Linked DNA regions of Macaca mulatta: region 1 is linked to region 2. The links are chromatin contacts, called in public Hi-C maps. All regions are on one chromosome and are shown on one strand. The core of a region is the stretch at or near the end of the contact, and the rest is flanking DNA. Distances in the headings are between cores, read along the strand shown.

What was found. Hi-C and Micro-C count contacts between places; a contact is called where the count stands out from the background.
Region 1: a contact with region 2 is called in a Hi-C map of liver, with 5 times the contacts expected there. The contact joins the promoter of GSTT2B here to the promoter of SLC2A11 in region 2. A contact is called at or near these places in 2 of 14 Hi-C or Micro-C datasets (fetal cortex germinal zone and liver).

The regions. Positions count from the first base shown.
Region 1 is chr10:28,154,458-28,158,406 of T2T-MMU8v2.0, reverse strand. GSTT2B (glutathione S-transferase theta 2B) reads right to left here and starts at 1,620. Exons shown (of 5, transcript NM_001257634.1): 1 at 1,431-1,620; 2 at 712-799. The coding sequence starts at 1,542. It also overlaps the pseudogene LOC107000604.
Region 2 is chr10:28,028,261-28,032,513 of T2T-MMU8v2.0, reverse strand. SLC2A11 (solute carrier family 2 member 11) reads right to left here and starts at 1,819. Exons shown (of 12, transcript XR_013399453.1): 1 at 1,231-1,819. It overlaps LOC144331878 (a long non-coding RNA gene), which reads left to right. Exons shown (of 4, transcript XR_013399458.1): 4 at 1-2,371.

The DNA.
Region 1 (3,949 bases), core at 371-2,870, 130 kb before region 2:
CTCTGTGATATCCCAGCAGCTGCCCTATGAGGTAGACTCCCGTTAGCCCTTTAGCACAAGAGAAAACTCAAGGTCAGAATGGTCAAGTGACTTGTCTGAGGCAGTGCAGCTCAGAAAAGGCTCCCTGGACCACTGGAACCCAGCATGGGGCCGGCACACAGTGGATGCTCCGTGGAGTCACTTGCGTGCCCATGCGCATGGATCAGGGATCACGAGGGGAGGCAGGTCTTCGTTCGGCCCTCCTCTGACAGGTCCCACAGCCATCACTTCTGCAGCCACCTGACCTCTTGTCCTCTTCCTGCCCAGCAGCTGGACCTCACCACGAGCTGTGCCCTTGGGCCATGGCACTGGCCTCTAGGCCTGGCCTGGGCAGATTGGGGTAGTCTGCCACAAGTCACTAGAGGCTCTTTTCAGCTTGCATTTGTTGAACCCACTCTGTGCAACACTGGAAAAATGTTCCCTTGTCTTCTCTTCCAATATCCTTCAGTCTGGGAGCAGAGAGGCCCTGGGGCTCAGATGACACCAAAGATGAGAGGTGCGGGGACATGCTCTGTCAGCCCCTGCTCAACCCAGGCACACCCCAAGCTGTACCTTCTCCCCAGATCCCTCTCCTTTCCTCTTGCTGCCCCATGGGGTATGGGAGGGCCCACAGTGGGGACAGCCAGGGTCACATGTGCTCCGGATGTGGGAGGGGAGAGGGAAGGAGGGCACCTTTCGGTCAAGATGAAATCACCATCCTTGAGCACAGGCACTTTCTGCAGGCTGTTGATCTGGAAGAACTCCTTGCTTCTGTGCTGCCCTGAAGAGTCAGACAAGGTCTTCAGAGTAAAAAAGCTGCACCTCTCCACCCTCCCTCTCCCTCCCCAAGCAGAGCTCCACACCCCTGAGAAACAGCAAGGTCTGGTTCCAGAGGGCTGGATCAACCCCATTCCCTGGGTGGGCCTCCCTGCCCTGCCACATTCTGGGGCAGCTGGGGGGCTTTGGTGGGTGGGGCCAGGTGCAGCAGGTGGATGCAGAGAAGTTTTCTAGCCAGGACTCTGGTGGGCCAGGGGAAGGGAGGCAAACTGGGGTGGCTCATCTCTTCCCATCTCTTAATTCTTACAACAGCACGTCCTTCCCAACGTTTTCCGGGCTTTGTGAATTTAAATGCGTGCATTCCACGCAAGAATTCTGAAAACTCCATTAAGTATTTTCTTTCCACCCCTACAGAACAGAAGGCAACATTATCCTCCTTTTCAGAAAGCAAGCTAAGGTTCAGAGAAGGCTGTGATCCCTCCAAGGTCACTCAATCGACAGCATTCTCTGGTGGCAGACGCTGCAGGAGGAGGTGAGGGGGCTGTGCGGGCGGCGAGACGCTCAGGGCGGAACAGGGCAAGGGGCCTGGGGGTGCACTGGATTTGTGGACACGCGAGGAAACGGGTTGGGCCCACCTTTGATAATATCCACAGTGCGCAGTTCGAAGGGGATGCCATTCTTCTTGGCGAAGATGTAGACGGCGCGGCTGGGCTGGGACAGCAGGTTCAGGTACAGTTCTAGGCCCATGGCGGGGGCTGCAAGGACAGCGGGGATGGCAGTGAAGGCGCTGATGGCGGTGTGGGCAGCGGCTGTGGCAGGCTCAGGGCGGCCGCGGGAAATACGGGCTCAGGCCCCACTCCCTGGGACAGCACCCAATTGGAGCGCAGCACCCCCGGACCCGCCTCGCCCCTTCGGTTTCTGTCCAATCCTGGCCAGCCTTGTTGGAGACCAAGACTCCACCACCAGGTCCGTGTGCCGCTACAGGGAGGGCGGTCGCTACGAACGCACAGATGGGAGGGTGGAGTTGGAGCTGGGGGCCCTCGACTGGGAGGGAGGACGGCAGATGCAGGGGGCCGACTGCAAGGGAAAGAGGAACGAGCTGGACAAGGAGAAGCAAGTCTGCTTTTCGGGATCCCGGTGCTAGGGACCCCGCCTGGTTCCAGGCGTCATCCCGACCCAGAAACGACGGGGCCCCGCCATCCTGGAAAGGCCCCAGCGTACGGATATCTGATGGTTCTTTCAGAGCTTTGTTTCTCGGCGCTGCAAGGCGGCGGAAGGGAGGGAGCGAATGGGATCCTCTAAAAGGGATCTTAGAGTTTCACCCAGCGGCATGTGACACTTGCAGGTGTCCAGACTGGTGGGAACCTTGACTGGAAAGCTGGGGTTAAGGATGAACTTTCTTTCTTTTTTTTTTTTTTTTTTTTTTTTGAGACGGAGTCTGGCTCTGTCGCCCAGGCTGGAGTGCAGTGGCGCGATCTCGGCTCACTGCAAGCTCCGCCTCCCGGGTTCACGCCATTCTCCTGCCTCAGCCTCCCGAGTAGCTGGGACTACAGGCGCCCACAACCGCGCCCGGCTAATTTTTTGTATTTTTAGTAGAGACGGGGTTTCACCGTGGTCTCGATCTCCTGACCTTGTGATCCGCCCGCCTCGGCCTCCCAAAGTGCTGGGATTACAGGCGTGAGCCACCGCGCCCGGCCAAGGATGAACTTTCTACCATCCCCTGCAGAGCAGCTGCTGCCAGACAGCAGAAGCTCCCGCTTCGTGCACAGGACGGGGCTGGGAGCCCGCAGCCGCAGAAGGCAGGAATGACTGCGCAGGAACCTCCTTTCTTCTCCCTGAATCCCAGCCCTGGCATCTCACCATGGGGCACAGTGCTGGTCCAGGGCTGGGTCCGGCACTCTAGCTGAATCTTTCCGAGTATCCCATCCCTCTGGCCAGTGGCCCAAGCGAGTGAACCAGAACGCTTCCTTGGGGGTTTTGAAATTGGAGCTGGAGAGAGGAGCTCCCTATGGGGAGGTAAATGGGAGCTGGGGCCACCTGTAGTGACATTTCCTGAGTTCATGGAGTAGGCAAGTCTCAGAGAGAAAAGCTGACTCAGAGAAAGGAAGTGATAGCCGGGAGGGGTGGCCCACACATGCAATCCCAGCTACTCTCATGGGATCTGTTTGTCTGATGTCTCGGTATAAAAGGACTTTCTAAGCCTCAGAACAGTGGAATAACTGAACAAAGGAAAAAACTAATACATATACACGGAGATTTTGTGGAAGAAAAAAATGGATCAAACTTAAGCAAAAAACTGGGAAGGATCTTGGTAAAAGATATGTCAGAAGGAAGTAATATTCTTTAAGATATTCTTAGAAATTCATCGGACAGGCGGGGTGTGGTGGTTCACGCCCATAATCCCTGTACTTTGGGAGGCAGAGGTGGGTGGATCACTTGAGGTCAGGAGTTTGAGACCAGCCTGGTTAACATGGTGAAACCCCGTCTCTACTAAAAATACAAAAATTAGCCGGGTGCGGTGGCATACTCGGGAGGCTGAGGCAGGAGAATCACCTGAACCTTGGAGACATAGGTTGCAGTGAGCTGAGATCATACCGCTCCACTCCAGCCGGGCCACTGAGTGAGACTGTCTCAAAACAAACAAATGAACAAACAAAAAGAAGAGGAACTCATCAGACAAAGAGAGGAAAAAAATGAGCAAAGGAAATCAGCAGATGTTTCATTGAAGGACAGAGAGAAATGGTCAATACATGGATGAAAACATGTTTAACTTCAGTAATAATCAAGTAAGCACACATCAACACAACATGCACACTGTTTTTATCAAATGTGTACATGTTTTGGAAATGAGTACTCCCAATTAATATGTACAGAGCACTTCGCAGTGCCCAGCACAGGGGTGGCACCCTGTGTGAGAATGAAATAGGTAGAGTCGCGCCCTGCTGAAAGTAAGGGACTGCCTCTCTGGAGGATCCCTTGGGTAATAAGGAGGTTTTCACACCTTAACTGTGTCTGTCTTGAGGCCTGGGAGCAGAGCCCCCTCCAGCTGGTGGGGAAGGGAGCATGGTGTGTTTGAGGACAGAATGGAGAGAAGTTGAGTAGAGTAAGTGTAGACTCTTCCTACCCGAAGTGTGGTCCATGGACCAGGAGTATC
Region 2 (4,253 bases), core at 570-3,069:
GTGTTAGGCCCAGGTGGTGCTATTTTATTTTTATTTCTTACAGACAAGGTCTCCCTAGGTCGCCCACGCTGGAGTGCAGTGGTGAGATCCTATTAGATCTCTGCAGCTTCAAACTCCTGGGCTCCAGCGATCCTCCCACCTCAGCTGGTGCTATTTTAAATAGGGCTGTCAAGGAATACAAGTGCAAATGAAGACAAAGGAGGTGAGGAAATGTGCCATGCAAATACATAAAGAAATCAGTCCAGATTGGGGAGGAACCCATAGAAGCGGTGGGCAGTGCAGGCGCTCTCCTCTGGCTGCGCCCTTTCCCTCTGTGAGGCAGGACGCCAGGTCAGAGCTGAGGGCATCATGAGGAGGAAAGAGGCCAGGGTGGGAAACAGTCACGGGAAGGAGTGAGCGGTCAGGACTGCCGTGCTCGGAGGGCTCACTGCCTCTGAGGTCAGGGCTGATCGGCAGAGGATTTAGCATCTCTGGGGGCTGGGATGCCAGGGTCCAGCAACCTTGCTCTGGCCCACAGGCCGACCCTGGACGTAAACACCTGCCTATGGACATCTGAGCCTAGCACCTAACGCCACTGTACATACAAGCACGATGTTTTTTTAACATTTGACGACTTAGTTAAGCCTCCAAGGTGGCTACACATGCGCAGTTCACTTAGGTCCTCAATCCCTCATCTGAAATGCCTGGTCTGGGCAGGTATGAGAATTCAGACCATTCCAGATCGCAGGAGGGCATGGAGCATTCGGAAGAGGGGCCTGAGCGGAGGTCTTGCTGTCCCAGGGAGACCCCAGCTGCCATTACCAAGCGGTTAACCGAGCGCATGCGCGCGGAGTGAAGGTCAGCGCGCGGTACCCAGCTGTGAAAAAGGGGCTAGCGCACGCGCAGTAAGCGTTTGAGAGGCGCCAACCAGTCGAGACGAAGCGGTGGCGCAAGCGCAGTGGGTATTCAGAGCGGCCGCACAAGCAGAAGGTTCGCACAACGCTAACCAGTGGCCGGGAATGGGGCCTGAGACTCAAGCGCAGGCGCAGTGGAGGGCAGAGCCGTTAGACTGTCGCGGAGGGCGCCTGAGGCGCAAGCGCGGACCCGCAGCGTGTTAGAGTTGCTGCCGGTGCTGGGGAGCTCGCCGCCGCGTGGGGGGAAAGGCGTCGCCGCCGCGGTGGGGGGAGGGGGTTGCCGCCGCGGGGTTTGTCGCCACCGTGCGGTGGGGGGTCGCCACCGCTGGGGGCTTACCTGCGTCCGAGGTCGTAAGGACGGCTCCAGTTCATCCTCCATCCTCCATCCGCCTCTGCCGCAGCACTGCGGCTGAAAAGCTGCTCACTCCTCACTAAGCTAAACCCCAAGCTCATCTCTGCAGGCCGGAAGGGAGCTCTGGTCCAAGGTCATCTCGGCCCAGCCCCTGCATTCGCCCCTACAGGTGCCAGCAAACGACTCTGGTCACTGCGCTCCCTCCCCCGAAATTCCGGCCCTGGCCCCTCGTCCCCCTTCCTTGCTGCAGTCTCTGGACTAAATGTCTGAGGGTCTCTGTCTCTCGCTGGTGGGACCTCAGCCGCAATCCTGCGCGACCCCCTGCGCCGGTCGCCCCTGTCGGCCGCCAGAACCTAGGAGGCCCCTGCCCCTGGGCGCTCTCGGGAGGGCCAAGCCCTTGATTGTGCACAGATGCACCCCCCCGCCACCTACACCCCGCCAGACACTTTGGTTCAGGTATCCTTGACCTTTCCCCAGAGGAGGGGGAAATTAGGAAGGACCGAAAGACAGACCCACCAGTCTGCTGAGCGCTCTCATCTGTGCGTCCTGGGCAGAGCGAGAGACTCGGCGGAATGCGGGTAGGAGAACCGGTCTGAACCGGTCTCGGGTTGCCGCCAGGGATCCTTTGCGAGAGAGGCAGGTCCCACCTATGGTGGGGGCACTTGGAGTTGAGGAACCACGGAGTCCACTGGACCGGATTAATCTCTTATCCTTGAGGGCTTCTCAGGCCCTGCATGGAATCCAGGAGCTGGACAAAGACCAACTGAAACCAGATTTGCCAAAGATGCTATTTGTGGTCACAGAAACATAGAGCTGAACATGACCTTAGGTAGTCATCTGAGCAAAGACTGTGATGGGCATTGTAGTAGCTCTATTGCTCAGACTTGGTTTTTGTTTGACTTTTGCTGCTCTGAACTTTAATTCCTAAAAACACTGCATTTTTAAGGAAAAGCACAAATAACATATCAGCAGTTATCATAAATAGGTATTTTATTGCATGATTTTCCTGCATCTATTAAGATGATCATATGGGTATTCTTTAAATCTGTTAATGAGATCAGTTACATCAATAAACTTTCTAATGGTAAACCATTCTTGAATTCTTGGGGTAGAGGCAACTTGGTCATAATACTGTTGTAATATACATCGTTAGTTTCAACTGCTGATACTTTATTTAGATAGGTTAATTTTTTTCAAAACAACCATTGCCTTTTCCCCCTTAAAAAATAAGTGGGAAGTGGCCGGGTGCGGTGGCTCACGCCTGTAATCCCAGCACTTTGGGAGGCTAAGGCGGGCGGATCACGAGGTCAGGAGATCGAGACCATCCTGGCTAATATGGTGAAACCCCATCTCTATTAAAAATACAAAAAATTAGCCAGGCGTGGCGGCAAGCGCCTGTAGTCCCAGCTACGAGGCGGAGGCAGCAGAATGGCGTGAACCCAGAAGGCGGAGCTTGCAGTGAGCCGAGATGGCGCCACTGCACTCCAGCCTGGGCGATAGAGCAAGACCCCATCTCAAAAAAAAAAAAAAAAAAAGCGGAAAGTGACGGGCTAATAAATGGCTCTAGGACAATTGATTATATGGGGAAAAATGAAAACTGGACCTCTGTCTCACTTCATATACAAAAGTCATTCCAGGTGCACACAAACCTAATGCAAAAACCTAACTTTAAACATTTTAGGCTGGATGCAGTAGCTCCCACCCGTAATCCCAGCACTTTGGGAGGCTGAGGTAGGTGGATCACTTTGAGCCCCTGAGTTCAAGATGAGCCTGGGCAACACGGGCAGACCCTCATCTCTATTAAAAAAAAAAAAAAAAGTAAAGGCCTGGCGAGGCGGCTCACGCCTGTAATCCCAACACTTTGGGAGGCTGAGGCGGGCGGATCACGAGGTCAGGAGTTGGAGACCAGCCTGGCCAACACAGTAAAACCCCATCTCTACTAAAAATACAAAAAATTAGGTGGGCATGGTGGTGGGCGCCTGTAATCCTAGCTACTTGGGAGACTGAGGCAGGAGAACCATTTGAACCCCAGAGGCGGAGGTTGCAGTGAGCCAAGATCGCACCACTGCACTGCAGCTCAGCCACAGTGCGAGATTCCATCTCAAAAAAAAAAAAAATAATAATAGCTGGGTGTGATAGCGCACACCTGTGGTCACAGCTACTTCAGAGGCTGAGGTAGTAGGATTGCAGTGAGGGAGGTTGAGGTTGCAGTGACCCATTATTGTGCCACTGCCCTCAAGTCTGAGTGATAGAGCAAGATTCTATTAAAAAAAAAAAAAAATTAGGAGGCTGGGCCTGGTGGCTCATACCTGTAATCCCAGCACTTTGGGAGGCCAAGGTGGGTGGATCATCTGAGGTCAGGAGTTCCAGACCAGCCTGGTCAACATGACGAAACCCCATCTCTACTAAAAATACAAAAATTAGCTGGGTGTGGTGGCACACGCCTGTAGTCCCAGCTACTCAGGAGGCTGAGGCAGGAGAGTCACTTGAACCCAGGAGACAGAGGTTGCAGTGAGCCAAGATCATGGCACTGCACTCCAGCCTGGACGACAGAGTGAAACTCCATCTCAAAAAAAAAAAAAAAAAAGAAAATATATAATACTTTTATAACCTCAGGATAAACAAGGATAAACCATGCAGATTTCTTATGAGGATTTAACTTCATTAAAATTAAAAATCTGTGTGTCAAAAAATACCATTAATGGACCGGGCACAGTGGTTTATGCCTGTAATCCAAGTACTTTGGGAGGCTGCAGTAATTGGTGATCACACCACTGCACTCCAACCGGGGCAACAGAGCAAGACCCTGTCTCAAATGAACAAAAGACGCCATGAAAAGGTGAAACCTGGCCAGGTGCGGTGGCTCCAGCCTGTAGTCCTAGCACTTTGGGAGGCCAAAGTGGGAGGACCACTTGAGTTCAAGAGTTCAAGACCAGCCCTGGCAATGTGGTGAGACCACATCTCAATTTAAAAAATATATATATTTTAAAATATATAAATATTTTAAA